Linked DNA regions of Zea mays: region 2 is linked to region 1. A link is a contact called in public Hi-C data. All regions are on one chromosome and are shown on one strand. Each heading gives the region's core, a stretch centred on a gene start, on an enhancer-like site or on the middle of the called end of the contact. The rest is flanking DNA. Distances are from core to core; before and after follow the strand shown. Region 1 holds the start of LOC100282871 (serine carboxypeptidase 1). Region 2 holds the start of LOC100285165.

Region 1 (7,530 bases), core at 1,667-4,166:
GTTAGGGTGAAGCTTCACCCTAGTTGACAAATAGCGCTTACTGTAAAATTACTGGTTAGGGTGAAGCTTCACCCTAGTTGACAAATAGTGCTAGCCTATGTATATAGTAGTTAGATGTCTGTACGTTGTTATAGTTTCTATTTATGCTTGAGTATACATAATAAAAGATAAAGACACATGTGTTCTGTTGGTTAGGTAAGTGTGGATGTTGATTTGGAGCCAACAACCACAGCTCAAATACGCATTTGTGCAAAATTTTGGCTTTTTTACAATTTAATAAATATGGGAAAACAGTGGAAACTAGCGCTTTCATCACCTGAACCAAGCTCCCAACTTAATTACGACGAACCTAATCACTCTCGCTCAGCTTTGAAATTTCTAAGGGCCTGCACTGCACTCTTAATATTTCAAAATCTACAGCTTTGTTTTATGTATTTCTACAGGAAAGCAAGTGGCCTTCTCGGTGAAGGAAGTTTTTGAAAGCAGAGCATCTCTTCCTCACTCGTTTGGCTCACTCGTTTGGATGCTAGTGGTCTGAACGCAACAACTGAATTAAATAATACACGGGGAAGCTTAGTTTAATGGGAAATTTTCAGCCGTAGCTAGGGCAGGAAACGAGTCGAGCCGACCTCGGTTCGGCTCGACTCGGTGCGGCTCACTGGTTGACCGAGCTCAGCTTAGTTCGGCTCGACTACTCAACGAGTTGAAGGAATCGACTTGGCTCGAAGTCGGCTCGCGAACCGCGTCTTGATAAATTATATTGTATTATATAGTGATTTAATAATATATAAATGTGAAAAATATAATCACATTTAACATTATAAATAAAATTATCTAGTATCCATCATTATTTTATAGATTGATTAATTTGACAAAGCTCGCGAGCCAGAACGTGTTGGATCGGCTCGATGGTCAACGAGCTCGAAAACCTGGCTCGGCTCAGCTCGGCTCGCTTGAGGCTCACGAACCATTCTGCCCCGAGCTCGAACCGGCTCGCGAGCCTCGAGTTTTTTTTCTGGTCCTAAATGTAGCATGCTTTTGCAAATCGGTTCTTTAAAGTGGTGCACTTAGTTTTGCTGGTGTATGCACTGGTTTAGGAGGGCTTTTGCTGTTAACTTGTGTAATGCAAAGTTTGTATTATTCCCTCTTTCAATATATTTGCGTGGCAAAGCTTTTGCCACTTATTTCAAAAAAAAATCTACAGGCGGGCCCTTAGAGCACCCATTTCTATTAAACAATTTCTAGAATGCACGCCTTCGAAGTGTCTGGCTTAGGACATCCGACTGTGTTAGAAAGCAGTCATCTTAGGCCTGTTCCGATCCTCGCGGCCTAATTGTTTGCTGGTGGCTGACAATTAGCCGGCAAACAATTAGCTAACAACAATTAGACAGGATACGTTTTAAATCTTGGTTAATAGATGTCTTTTCTATTTATACGATCTATTAGCACATATTAGCAAGGTCAAATGACACAGCCATCCGGCTACCAATTCGCCAATTTATTAGTCAGTTTGTTTAGAGGACAAGATGCTTTTGACACATGGATCCAAACATAGCCTTAGGAGCGGTTGTTATATTTTGTTAATACGGACAGCGACCGCCCCAGCAAACTAATCGAATCAGCTAGTAAAAGATAGTAGAAAATAGAGCACGTGCATCATGTCTATAGACTATTTTATTCACGCCGACCCACTTATTCATGTCAAAATATCGGCGCAACCTTCACAAAATTGTTTACGCAATCATTTCGTTGGACATGGAAAGTTAACAGGTCGGACAACAGCGATGGATCACCAGCAAAAAAATAACCGGGGGTGTAGGATTTACATATACACATGTTGGATAGAAAAGGCAAAGGATAAAGCTGGGGGTATTATTGCAATTTATGAGGTTCACGACTCGTACGCACGACAGTGTCACACACAAAACTGTGTTAGTATAATAGTTTCTCTTATACATTAATATAATAACTGTAGCTGTACTGTGTCTGTGTGTCAAACGAAAGGAAAGGGAAGAGAGAGAGAGAGAGAGAGTTGCGTATCGTATTCGTATCGTGTCGGTAGAGGTGTAAAGAAACAAGGGAGATTTGTTTTACCTTTGACCACGAGTTGTGGTTGTATCGCAGGCGCGGCAGGGTGCCGTTGTAGGGTTCCAGGACGAATCTGATGGGACCTGCGAGGCGAGAGAGAGCATCCAGCATCTTATTTTTCACACAAGGCAAATCAAAATCGCTCACTCCAACTCCATGCATCATCCAAATACTTGGCGTACCGATCTCGTAGGCGAGGCCGCTGAAGACGGAGCAGCGGTCGCCGCCGGTGAGCCAGAAGAGGAAAGGGGTGTCATCGGCGGCGGCGGCGGCGCCGGACTCGGCCTGGACGAAGTAGTAGAAGAGCTCCACGCCGGCGTCCTCCTCCACCTCCACGTACCTTCGTTTTGAGTTTCAGGGCAGCAACGGTGGTTAGAGGCTACATCTACATGTGCCGCGCGCGTGAGCTACTAGTAGTAGTCTAGTAGTACACCACCAGGATGAATGAATGAAGAAGAAGAAGGAGGATACTACTAGTAGACACGCCACGCGGGCACGCGCACCCTGTTTCGAGGTGGAAGGGGAGGTCGCCGTCGAAGCCAGGCAAGCTGGTGACCACCACCCGTCCGGAGCTGGAGCTGCAGGCGAAGGCGAGGAGCAGCAGGAAGCAGAAGAGACAGCGGGCGCAGAGGCCGTGGCAGACCGAGCGGAGGAATCCAGGCTGGGGGAGGACGAGGAAGCGTGGCCGCGGCCATGCCGCCGTCGTCATCTGGAAGACGTACTTATCCCCGTCGCAGTTGCGCAGGTGGAACAAACGAAACGTATGGATGGATGAACGGAAAAAACAAGTCTAGTAGAGGAGAGAGAGGCTGTGCTGTTGTGTTCGTGTGGATGGTTCAAGACGGGACGGGAGGTGGGTGGCGAATTTTTTTGCATTTTGGCCCTTGCTCGGAAAAAAAAAATCAGGTTTAGACTCTAAAAAATTTTAATATTATTTTTAGACCCTTTGCTCAGCGCAATAGGCTATGGCACCGAGGTAACACAGCTCGGCGTCATAGGTTATGGTGTCAAGGTACGTGCTGTGCTGGCACAAACGGACGTCGTAGCGTCGACGTGGCACCGAGCTCGTCTGTCTAGCACTCTAGCTCAGTCGGTAGAGCGCAAGACTCTTAACCTTGTGGTCGTGGGTTCAAGCCCTACGATGGGCATTTAATATTTTTTGTCTTTGTCACTAATTTATTTTTTGTTGTCCAGATTTTTCGTTTATGTCGCTGATTTGTCCGTCTAGATTTATTTCTTATCCATATTTTTTTTTGTTTTTTGACTGATTTGTTTATTCGTCCATATGTTTTTTTGTTTATCCCGCGAGCACAGCGGTTGTGTGCCACAGTGGCCGCGAGCTGTCAACTTCCTCCCTTGTTTGCTCAGCTAACCTACACCTAGGAAAATCAAACTAAACAGCAAATGGACTATAATGTTTAAAATTTCTTTTGGAAATGCAATTTGAAGATTAGCATAGGAATAACAATTATGTTTCTCTTTGTCAATCAAAAAGTGACCTGCAAAATAATAGCATGGTTAGATCTATGCATCGTTCCTTTGATGGGACTCAGCATTGAATGGAAAGGTTAATTAAATTCGCGGATTAACTATACTGTTTAGTTTAGTAGTATGTAAATTAAATATAAAAGTGAGGGACTGTACCCACTACACACAAACACAAGCTCACAAAGTATTTTGTCCACTTGAAAAACTTAAATTTGTTTGAAAAATGTTATGGTAAATGGAGGGAATGGAATTAAGTATCACCTAGTGGAGTAATTTATGCAGTAAATTCTAAAATATATCATCCATGAGACAAGTATATAATGGAGTATACTTTTATTTAGTGCAGAGGGAAAAAGATGAATATGTGTGCTTCTTCTTATGTGGTCATGATTGAAGTAAGAGTGTTCTCATTTGATTTTTATTGTGGTTAGCTGAGCAAACAAGGGAGGGAGTTGACAGCTTGCGGCCACTGTGACACACAACCGCTGTGCTCGCGAGATAAACAAAAAAAATATATGGACGAATAAACAAATTAGTCAAAAAAACAAAACAAAAAAAAAATCTTGACGGACAAATCAACGACATAAACGAAAAATCTAGACAACAAAAAATAAATCAGTGACAAAGACAAAAAATATTAAACACCCACTATAGGGCTCAAAACCCACAGCCACAAGGTTAAGAGCCTTGCACTCTACCGACTGAGCTAGACAGACTTTGTGTACACAATTGAGCTCCGCGCCAAGATATGGCACCAAGCTCGGTGCCACGTCGGTGCCACGACGTCCGTTTGTGCTAGCGCAGCACGTACCTCGGCGCCATAGTACATGGCGCCGAGCTGTGTTACCTCGGCGTCATAGCCTATAGCGCCGAACAAAGGGTCCAAAAATGACATTAAAATTTTTTAGGGTCTAAACGTAATTTTGTTTCTGAGAAAGGACCAAAATGCAAAAAAATTGGGGTGGGTGGCCAGCCAAAGTCCATACTACAACTTCTATATCGTTTTGCGAGGAATATAACATTAATTAATGCTATACGGAGTAATCGTCCTATATTATACAGTACTCCTGAAAATATATCTGCCTGCCGAAACTCTGGCGGGCTCGGTGCGCTGCTACTCTACCAAGTTCGCTTTTGTTCTCGCAGGCTGTCTGCCTCCCTCAGTCCGCCTCGCGCGCTATCATGGCCTCTTCTCGACCTTCCCACCGCCCTTCTCTTGTCGCAAGAAAGACGTGTTTGATTTAAGAAATAAGCTAGTCTATTATTTTCTTTTTTTTATTTTTATTCTATTTGATTTATATAATATAATAAGTCGATCTATCATTAGCTCATTTTTTATAGTTAGTTAATCAGTACTAATATGAGGAATGAAATCAACCAAATATAAGGAATAAAATCAAACAAATTAGAGGACTAGACTCATAATACACCATCTTATTTTAGATGGAATGATTCCTCAAACCAAACACCTCCTAAACAAAGTCTAATATCTAAATAGAGATCTAAATATTAACCTACTAATTAATATATTTTTATAGCTAGAGTAAATAAAATAGAGGTCAAATAGAATCAGAAAATTGAGCGAGTAGTGCCTCCACTCGCCAAAATGTGGGTTTACCTGTGTCGTCTCGTGCTCTTCGATCTTTACTGCACCCGGCTCACCACTCTTACCACTGCACGAATGCCTCTTCTTCCTTCCTCCGCTGGTGCATGACGATAGCGGACCTGGTCGTAGAATTTTGGGGAAACAATTCTTCTGCAGTTATGTTCACTGATGTGTGGAGCTAGATCCAGTGCGGCCCTACACGTCAGTGGCCCATTTGTGGTTACTTCCCCTGAAGTAACTACAAAGGATAGGAGTGGATATCGAGCTAGCTCGGCTTGACCGAGCTCGAGCTGGCTCGGCTCGACTCGTGCCTCGGGACTATCAGGGGGGCGGGTGCTTACAAGGCGAACCTTTCTCTTGTCCTTCAGCTCACTAGTGAGCCCTAGGGGCCCAAGTATCTTTTCCCTGAAAATATTAATATGCTAACATTAAATTATGTTCATCAAACCATCATTTACTGTTGAGTTCAATTTCACATATTATATGTACACCTAAGAAAGTGAACCAAAATCCGGATGATTGCAATGTCGCGGGGTCTTCCCCTTGCTGATGATATATTTTATGTAGTTGTAGAGATAGAGAGTAAAAATAGCATACATAATGTGATCATATTTTCTCAAATATTTGAAGTATATTTATTCATTGTTATATTATTGGTTAACTGCAAAGTCCATAACTTCAGAAGCCTTTGTTTTTTCTTAGCAAAAATAAAAAAAGTGCAATAAGTTTTCATAGGCTCATAGCCTTCAGAAGTATCCATATTTGTGAGGCCCTATATGAATGCAACATCAACTCACACATCTCATTGATTGACTTCTGAATGGTTTCTACTATCATATACACACTCATAAGGCATGGACATACCTTAGTCGCGTTGACAACCATGGTGGTGTTTGGTAGGCATGAGATTTTAGCTTTGGGTAATGTACCTACTATCTCATATTATCAAGGTACAGCTGCATACTCAAATTCTAGTCTAGAAAAATGAGACATATTTGGCATAAATGAGAAATTTTGTGCAAGATTCTAAGAATCTGAGCAAACCAAATAGGCCCCATGATGAGGCAAATGGAGCAACAATGATAGAGAAATGTTGAACAACATTTTTAGCACCTGAACCGCTGAATGGTCCGATTATATGGCCTAGATAGCCCACATCTCTAACGTCCATCGGATAGCACGTCCACGATTACATTAATTGAGGATGGAATCACTTATCACGTGCATGGTTATCCTAATAAACCCACGGGAATTGTTGGTTCTTTCCTAGAAACGAGTCAAAGCCTCCCTATGATCTTCCGACCCCAAGGCAGCCCTAGGATCCCTCCCGGGAGGCAAGATCCAGGTTACACAGTAGATTCACAAAGCCCTTTGAAACCTCACGGATGGTCTATCGCCTCCACGTGGATGGTCCGCGCGCCTATAGAGAAAAGGGGAGCTCCCTGTGCAGAGTCATGGACGACAATCCGTGCGCCTGTAGAGAGATTCCTCAAGGTCCTATTCCCGTGAGTGAGATCACCAAAAAGGAGGCAACACACTTTTTGGAGACTCCGTTGGGGATGACTATGTTTCAGATTTATTAATCAGCCCCAATGGTCGATTCTAAGGATTGTACCAATGTCACCCCAAGTAACATCGTCAGGCCAACTATGGAAAGTATGTCCACCGAGGAACAACAACGATTTGAGGATCTCATGAAGCAATGGGACAACGACACACTGAAAGGGAAATGGTCTTTTCCATATTCTCTATTTTTTTGGTGCTTGATGATAATCACAACCTTATGGACTAACTTGTTTGTCTAGTCTATAATTCATAGGTGCATATGTCCGCTCAATTCAGTTCTAAGACAGAAATAGCTCAAAACAAACCATGGAGGGGTAAAACTTGGAAAATATAAAGAATACCTAGTTTCACACTTTGGACAAGTTGTATATACCCCTAGGAACCTCTTTGACACATCTAAAGAGGTTGGAAAGCTCAAGTTTACAATGTCAACATTTTGGAGCAAGTTTGAGCAAAAAAACAAATTACTAAGTTGGAGAGAGTAAAAGATCAAAGGACATGACTTAGACTAGTTGGATTGTCAGTACATTTGTTTGTCTAAGTAATTGGAACACTCCAAAGATAGCCAAAAAGATTTGAAGAAGATTTGAAGAAAAGATAGAAAATGGACTGCTGGACAGGGGCACCGGGGGCTCACCGGACTGTCCGGTGGTACACCGAACCATCTACGTAGAGAATCTCCACTCAGAAAAAACTAGCCCATGCACCGGACAAGTACTGTTCATGGTCTAGTGGCGCACCAGACTGTCCGATGGGAATTTTAGTGAACTAGCCAGCCTTAG
Region 2 (7,530 bases), core at 2,745-5,244, 280 kb after region 1:
TGTAACTTCCCAGAGCTAGGCCTGTTGGAGAGTATTGATGCTTCATGATCTCCTAAACAATATGGATGAACACACATTTGAACTCATTCATCAGGATCTTAGAGTGGCGATGCAGCGAATGAGCCACCATATAGTTGACTTCCTGGTGTAGAGCTCTGGTGCGCTCTTCTGAGGGCACTGAGAGATCCACTTCGTCGAGAGTGCCTTTAGGAGAGAACCCCTTCCACAGGATGTCATGGTTACGGGTCCTCTCGAAAGAGTCGATGAGGTCGGCTTCGAAGAGAGCCTTGATTTGATCATACTTTGCTTGGTGCTCTAGAGGCAACTCTTCATACGTGACATATCTGTCTTGCACTGGTCTACACGCATTTGTCTGAGTGTTCGCTATCTGGACAGCTCATGTTGAAGATGTTGACATAGATGGTCCCACCGGATGTGCCAAAATGTGTTTCCACCTGAAACCCACCAGCGAGAGACGACAACCAACATGAGGAGACATGAGGCTTTTGGGACGGCTGGTGAGCCTCAGTCCCTTGGTCAACGACTCAAATCCTGGCGTACGACCTAGCTTCGAGGTTTGCCTAGCGTGCCACCTGACCTAAACCCGATCAGGAGGGTGTCGACGTGCTCCGAGTTGGTTTCTTGCGTACACAAACACATGCAAACGTCAGTCCGAGTCGTTTTCGGCTCGACGGGTCATATCAACTGTGAGAAGCCGATCGTTTCCCCAGGCTTGCATTGGATCCACGCATCAGCGACGCACAGAGCTGATGGCTCTTGAGACCCCGCTCTGTTCACACCAGGTGGATCCAAACCACTATGGTTAAGGTTTCACCGCACAGTCAGATCATCCCTCACATAGTTTGGCCTAGCAAGCATGATGGACATCTAAGCGCTGACCATATCATAGGCCTAAAAACTAGCGCAAGCCGATTCCCGAAACAATCCCAATTAGAGCCGACGCGAAGTGTCTGGCACGTTACTGGAACATCCAACTTGTATGCATGGCAACTATGCATATATTAGACAGATCTTTGACGAATCAAAGACTAACGTGATAGATCATATCTACCAGGTGAGACAAAGCTAGGAACCGCCCTCGCACTCGAGAACTCACGTGGGGCTGCGAAGCATTCATAATTGGCAAACATCATGCACACATGACGAACCCGGCGTAACTTTCTTGTAAATGCTACGATAACTAGTGCTTCTTGCCATAAAAACGCTTCGGTACGAGAGAACACAAAGATTTAACAAAAAACGGCACCACTCTGACCGTGAGACGCAATTAGGGTGGCATTGCACTTACCTGTGGAAAACCCTGAGAATAGGGACAACGATGCACCAAAGCTTGTAGTCGCAAAACGTATGAAGATTCATGATTACCCTAATGAGTGACTTAGGTACATATTTAAAGTCTAGAGACTTGCTAACCCTAGTTTGTTGAAAACAAACTATATCTTCCTACTTTTACGCTAGCTCAACTGACTTTGCTAAACACACGACCGCCTTGGCCCGAAATATTCCCGCACAGGGGCTGCTCTTCCGATTTTTCGAATTGCTCCCTACAACCCATTCTGAGTTACAACCATCTTTGGCCCGGTTAAATTCCGGTGATAACATGTGTTTAGTTATATCCTTCAATTTTTACTAGCAGTTGCTCGTGCTTTGCTACGGTTTTTATATGTCATATAAATAGGTATTGAGATATTTATTCAAATATAATTATTGTTTATTTCTAAACACTAAGGTACGTGTGGTCTAGTGGTTGGCCCCAAATTTCTGGAGCAGGGGTATGGTTTTGAGTTCTCGCTCTGCACTATTTTTTATATAATTATTATTTATTTCTAAACATTAAGGTATGTGTGGTCTGGTGTTAGCTGCACGGGCGAGGTCGGGTGCTGGGTAGACGTCATAGCTGGCTGCGCAGGAACTAGGGTCCATAGAGTAGTAGCTGAGAGCACTACGCGGGCGTTGTGCGTGGGGCCCATAGGGCACGGTGTGGTCTAGTGTTAGTTGCGTGGGCGGGGTCGGGTGTTGGGCATGTGTAGTAGCTGTCCATAGAATAGTAGCTGAGAGAGCACTACGCGGGCGCTGTGCGTGGGGCCCATAGGGCACGATGTGGTCTAGTGTTAGTTGCGTGGGCGGGGTCGGGTGTTGGGCATGTGTAGTAGCTGGCTGCGCGGGCGCTGAGATCCACATTGCAGTAGCTAATAGAGCACGCGGGCACTACGCGTGGGGCCCACAGGGCACAGCCCCCGAGGCGGGGCGCGTGGGGTGGGCCTAGAGTGTCAGCGCGGTGGTGACGTGGTAGCACCAGGTGCCCATATTAAGTTTTTAATAGATTACTAGCTAGTTGCCCGTGATTTGCTACGGTTTTTATATATCATATAAATAGATATTGAAATATTTATTTAAATATAATTATCGTTTATTTTTAAACACTAAGGTACATGTGGTCTCGTGGTTAGCCTCACATTTCTAGAGCAGGGATTGTGGGTTCGAGTGCTCGTTTTGAATTTTATATAATTATTGGGGTAGCTGCACGGACGGGGTCGGGTGCTGCACAGGCACTGGGGTTCGCAGGCAGTAACTGAGGCGAGACGCATGGGTGGGCCCAGAGTGTCAGCGGAGGGTGGAGACGTGGTAGCACCGGGTGCCTAATTAGGTTTTCAATAGAGTAGTATAAATTTGTAAATGTGTTTAATTTTTTGTGGTGATATAATTTTAAGCCCGATTTATGCGCTAGCGGGCTTATTAGGGTAGTTGCGCGGTCGTGGTCGGTTGTTGGACATGCACTAGGGTTCACAGGCACTAGCTGAGGCCTGAGAGAGCGCTGGGCACGGGGCCCACAAGGGCATGACGCTGAGGCGAGACGCGTTAGGTGGGGCCTAGAGTGTCAGCGGAGGGTGAAGCCGTGGTAGTACCAGGTGCCCACATTAGGTTCTTAATAGAGTTAGTATAGATTTGTAAATGTGTTCAATTTTTTGTGGTGATATAATTTTAAGCCTGATTTATGTTTCTTAATAGAGTTAGTATAGATTTGTAAATGTGTTCAATTTTTTGTGGTGATATAATTTTAAGCCTGATTTATGTGCTAGCGGGCTTAGGTCGACACGATGTTCATTTTTGGGACGGGATTACTGGACCGACCCGACATGGTTGGGCCCGTCCTGTGTCGAGCTCGTTCAGAGATTTGAGCTCGTTGGATAGTCCGATCCGGTCCGGATAACTATTCAGGCTTAACCATGACGTGCTTCAACAGGTCCAGGCTAGACTTGGTTAGGCAGCCCATTTGAACATCTCTACTTATATTCGATCCGTGAATTGTTACGGGTCAAAAAAAAATTATAACCATATTTACTAGTTACATTAACATTAGTCAAGTCGGAGCCGATCAGACTTTTTTCGAGAGGTGGTCGAGTCGGACCCATGCTCTATATACCGTAGAATCAGCAGCCGTAACCTTGACCACCCATCCATTCCAAGTGGTATCACCGATTCACCGCGGGCGGCCTACTTGGCGCAACAACTTGCCCTTGCGTTTTTTGGCTTTCGTCTCACCTTTCTCCGTCGCTCAGAACTCCTCGGTGCCAATTGTGGACGCCGAGACGGAACCCGCATCGGCCATCCCCCGCCGTCAACCCACACCCACCCTCGCGCTCTGCCCATTGCGCCTGCAACCACTGCCACCGGACCCCATCTCACCCCTATGCCAACCGGCCCACGCTGCGTCCCCTGGACCCGTCCCACCCGCTGGTCCGCCCCCAAGTTGACAGAATCATTTCCCATCGGCGCAATAAACCGCTTGCCTACACGATCCCTCTCTACCCACTACCACGGCAGCTGCGGGTCCGCTCGAGGTGGCCCCACGTGTCGGTGAGGCTCGACTCTCGCGTGCAGAGTGAGCGCAGCGGTCCACCACGCGAAAGGCCGACTCCAGTTCTCCCCCTCGCCTCACATCTCATTCCTCTCCTCTCTCCTCCCCCCCTCTCGCTCGAGCTCTGTTGGAGGCAGGAGGGCAGGCCAGGGCGCCAGGCCAGGCGAGGTGGTTCGGTTGACGAGTTCTTCCTCTTCCTCGACATCGCCGATCCCGCCACGCGCTGCCCGCAGCGGAGGTGAGGTCAGCCCTCTCCCGGCCTCGGTTGGTTCTGCTGATTCGACCTCTCTCTTTCGCCTCTGCGCTCGGTTAGGATCATGATCCGATTCTGTTTCGCTTCGGTTCCTTGTGGTTCGATTAGTCAGTTGGCGCGCCTTAATGACCTAATGATTGCCTTTAGGTTCAGATTGGTGGATGGACTCGTACGAAGTGCGAAATTATCCTAGATATGTCAGCTAGGCTCGTGGGCGAGTGGAATTCGGGTCGTTCTCGGTTAGGTGGTGCTTTGCCTAGCGATTTATTCGTTGATTTCTTATATATATCTAATGTTTTGAAGATTGTTTGTCTATGTAGAATTTACACGGAGTGCGTTTAATCCTGATAGTAGAGACACTTACAGACTAGTTTTAATGCCATGAACAGAGAATCAAAATTGTATAATAGCTTATTTCACAATGTAAAAAGTATGGCTTTGTTGCCAGCTTCTTCCTGCTACCGAGGAAGGACCTTAAACTGCTGTCTTTCTGCTGCTGAGATCGATTCAGACTGTGTGATATGTTCTCATTTTAATTCGATGGGCCTGTTGCCCAAATGGCCCTGCAGTCCAATTAAAATCGGCTATGTAGTCTGACTCATTTGTTGAGCAAAGGCTGACTTCTGGTTTAGCATGTACTTTTTATGACGTAGTTGGATTAATGATCTGTTTCATGGCAAGTGTATCATTCAATTTATGTTGTCAAAGGTTCCTTGTTGTCACAAACGTGAATGCCTTTTCTCTAATTGCAGACACAATAATCTTAGGTGAGGAGCATAGTTCAAAAGTCAAGATAGAAAGGGCATTGGACACTGGAGGAACGTTGTGTTGGTGGTAACTGAGGTTTGTGCTTGTTTGTAGATGGAGAGGTTAAGCACCAACCAGCTCTACAGTTCTGGTGTTCCTGTAACCGTACCAACATCTCTGCCTTGTATACCAGTCTCTCTGGATGAGAGCTTCCCGAGGCTTCCCGATGCACAGAGTGTTTTGATGGAGAGAGAATTGAGGAGCACTCCACTACCACCTCACCAGACAACTGTTGCTCCTATCCGTGGTCTGTTTCACTCCAATACTGGATCTGTTGGTCCTTTGTGCTCACCTCCGTCTGTAAGGTTCTCTTCGCATTCAAATCCTGAGCAATACCCCAACCACAATTCATACAATTCTCAAGTACCAAGCACTGCAAGTTCCTCAACGCTGAATTATGGGTCACAATATGGAGGCTTTGAACCATCCATAACCGATTTCCCAAGAGACATTGAACCAACTTGGTGCCCCGATCCAGTTGAGAGCATTCTTGGATACTCTGGTGATGTCCCTGCTGGGAATAATTTGACTGGGACCACTTCTATTGGAGCTTCAGATGATCTTACTAAGCAAACTGAATGGTGGACAGAGTTTATGAATGAGGATTGGAAGGACATGGTTGATAACCCGACTTCCACAGAAACTCAACCGGTACGCTAGTTAATTATGCCATTTTTGGTGGGTGGACTTTTTGTACTCCCGTTTGTGCTTAGTATTTCCTAGCTGTACGTTGATGCCAAATCCACAAATCTGTAATCATATTGTTGTTGTCCTACAGGCTACACGTCCTGTTTTTTCCCAAAACAAATGCTTTGTAATCTTATTTTCATTATATCTTGTTTGTATTGATATGATATAACAAATCTACACTTGGAAATCTTAAAAAGATCATCTTTTTGCTGTTCATCACACATCCAGGATAGTAGTGACCACTGATGTTATATGCAGGTTCACATCATGCATCTCATTCTTTTTCGAAATCACCAATGGGTCACAAAGTTTCTGCATTTTTTTACTACTTTAATAGGTCAAGACTCTTTTTTTTCACTTTGGATCCTCAGACCGAGCTGTTTGACATCTAGACTGCATGATCACTAAGCTGCATGTAGGGTGTTCGGTGTTGCCTCAAGTGACTCCAGTCAGATTTGACTTGGCTGTACAAGTTCACATCTTGGAATTTCACATGAGGAAAAATTTAGCAGGGTCCAGGAGGTTTGCTGTGTTAGCAAATGGCAAGACCAAATATGGCAAACTTGCTGTATTGTGCTCTTAGTTGCCTTGGGGATCATTTTTAATAAAGCAACATATATAATTTAGGAATTTGCTAATTCACTTGTTTGAGTTCAGCAGTTTTATTAAATGGGTTTTGAAGTTGAAAATTAGGCATGCATTCGCTCATCCTTTACAACATTCAGTTTCAGCTATGGTAATAATCAATCTTGTATTGGCTAGGTCACTTTTCTTTGTTATAACCTTTACTGCACTATACTCTTTGTTTATAGTCTTTATGCATTAATTTGTGTTTCACATAGGTTGGGCAACCTGTGCAATCATCCAACTCAGTTCACCAATCAGCTACCCAACAAACAGTTTCATCTCAATCTGTTGAACCGTTGGCAGTTGTGGCACCCTCACCCACTGCTGGCTCCAATACTGGCAAGGCACGCATGAGATGGACTCCTGAGCTTCACGAGCGCTTTGTGGATGCTGTCAATATACTTGGTGGCAGTGAAAGTGCGTACTGCTTGCAGACATATGTCTCCCATGATTGATTCGTTTTGACATTTTCCTTAAATTGTTGCAGAAGCAACTCCTAAGGGTGTCCTGAAGCTAATGAAGGCAGACAATTTGACCATTTATCATGTAAAAAGTCATCTTCAGGTCTGATATCTAGCCCTATTGTTGGACGTTATTGAAAATAGCTGAAAATTATTCTCTATCTGAATTTTATCTAACAATGTGTTTCAGAAATACAGAACAGCTAGATACAGACCAGAGTTATCTGAAGGTCTGACATGTTCCACTTCCTATATGTTCCATTTTTTTTGTATTCATTACTTCAATTCTTCAGTTGTTTTTATCAAGTTTGGTGAATTAATATTTTCAGGCTCTTCTGAAAAGAAAGTGGCATCAAAAGAAGATATACCATCTATTGACTTGAAAGGGTATGTCTGCATCTAGGATTTTGTTTGTTTGCACCGCATCAAAAGTGATGTTAGCCATAAAATCAAAGCAGGGTAGATGAAGTGGCGCCAAGCATCTGACATTCTATATGACAAGAGGGTACCGTAGAAGCTAAAAGACAAATTTTTATAAGGCGACACTTAGACCGTAATGTTGTATGGTGTAGAATGTTGGCCTACAAAAGACATGTTTAACAGATAAGTGTAGGACGAGGGACATGAGGACAAGGCACAGCAGGACGGGGGGCCTGTAGGACGAGGGGACGTGGCACGACGGATGAGAGTGCGAGGCGGCCGGCGGTCTGTAGTGTGGCAGCATCGCGTGCGTGCACAAAGTGCGCGGCGGCGGATGGAGCATGGCTCTGTAGGGGCTGAGAACAGAGAAGGTTGCGGGCTGCACAAGTCTT

Evidence for each region. Hi-C and Micro-C count contacts between places; a contact is called where the count stands out from the background.
Region 2: a Hi-C map of leaf shows a contact between it and region 1, with 5 times the contacts expected there. The contact joins the promoter of LOC100285165 here to the promoter of LOC100282871 in region 1. A contact is called at or near these places in 4 of 25 Hi-C or Micro-C datasets (bundle sheath, ear, leaf and 1 more).

Annotation. Positions count from the first base shown.
Region 1 is chr7:40,375,288-40,382,817 of Zm-B73-REFERENCE-NAM-5.0, forward strand. LOC100282871 (serine carboxypeptidase 1) reads right to left here and starts at 2,917. Exons shown (of 14, transcript NR_178076.1): 1 at 2,592-2,917; 2 at 2,271-2,428; 3 at 2,095-2,171.
Region 2 is chr7:40,655,003-40,662,532 of Zm-B73-REFERENCE-NAM-5.0, forward strand. It overlaps LOC100285165, which reads left to right and starts at 3,995. Exons shown (of 9, transcript NM_001294298.1): 1 at 3,995-4,118; 2 at 4,886-5,591; 3 at 6,473-6,674; 4 at 6,745-6,821; 5 at 6,909-6,948; 6 at 7,048-7,105. The coding sequence starts at 4,995.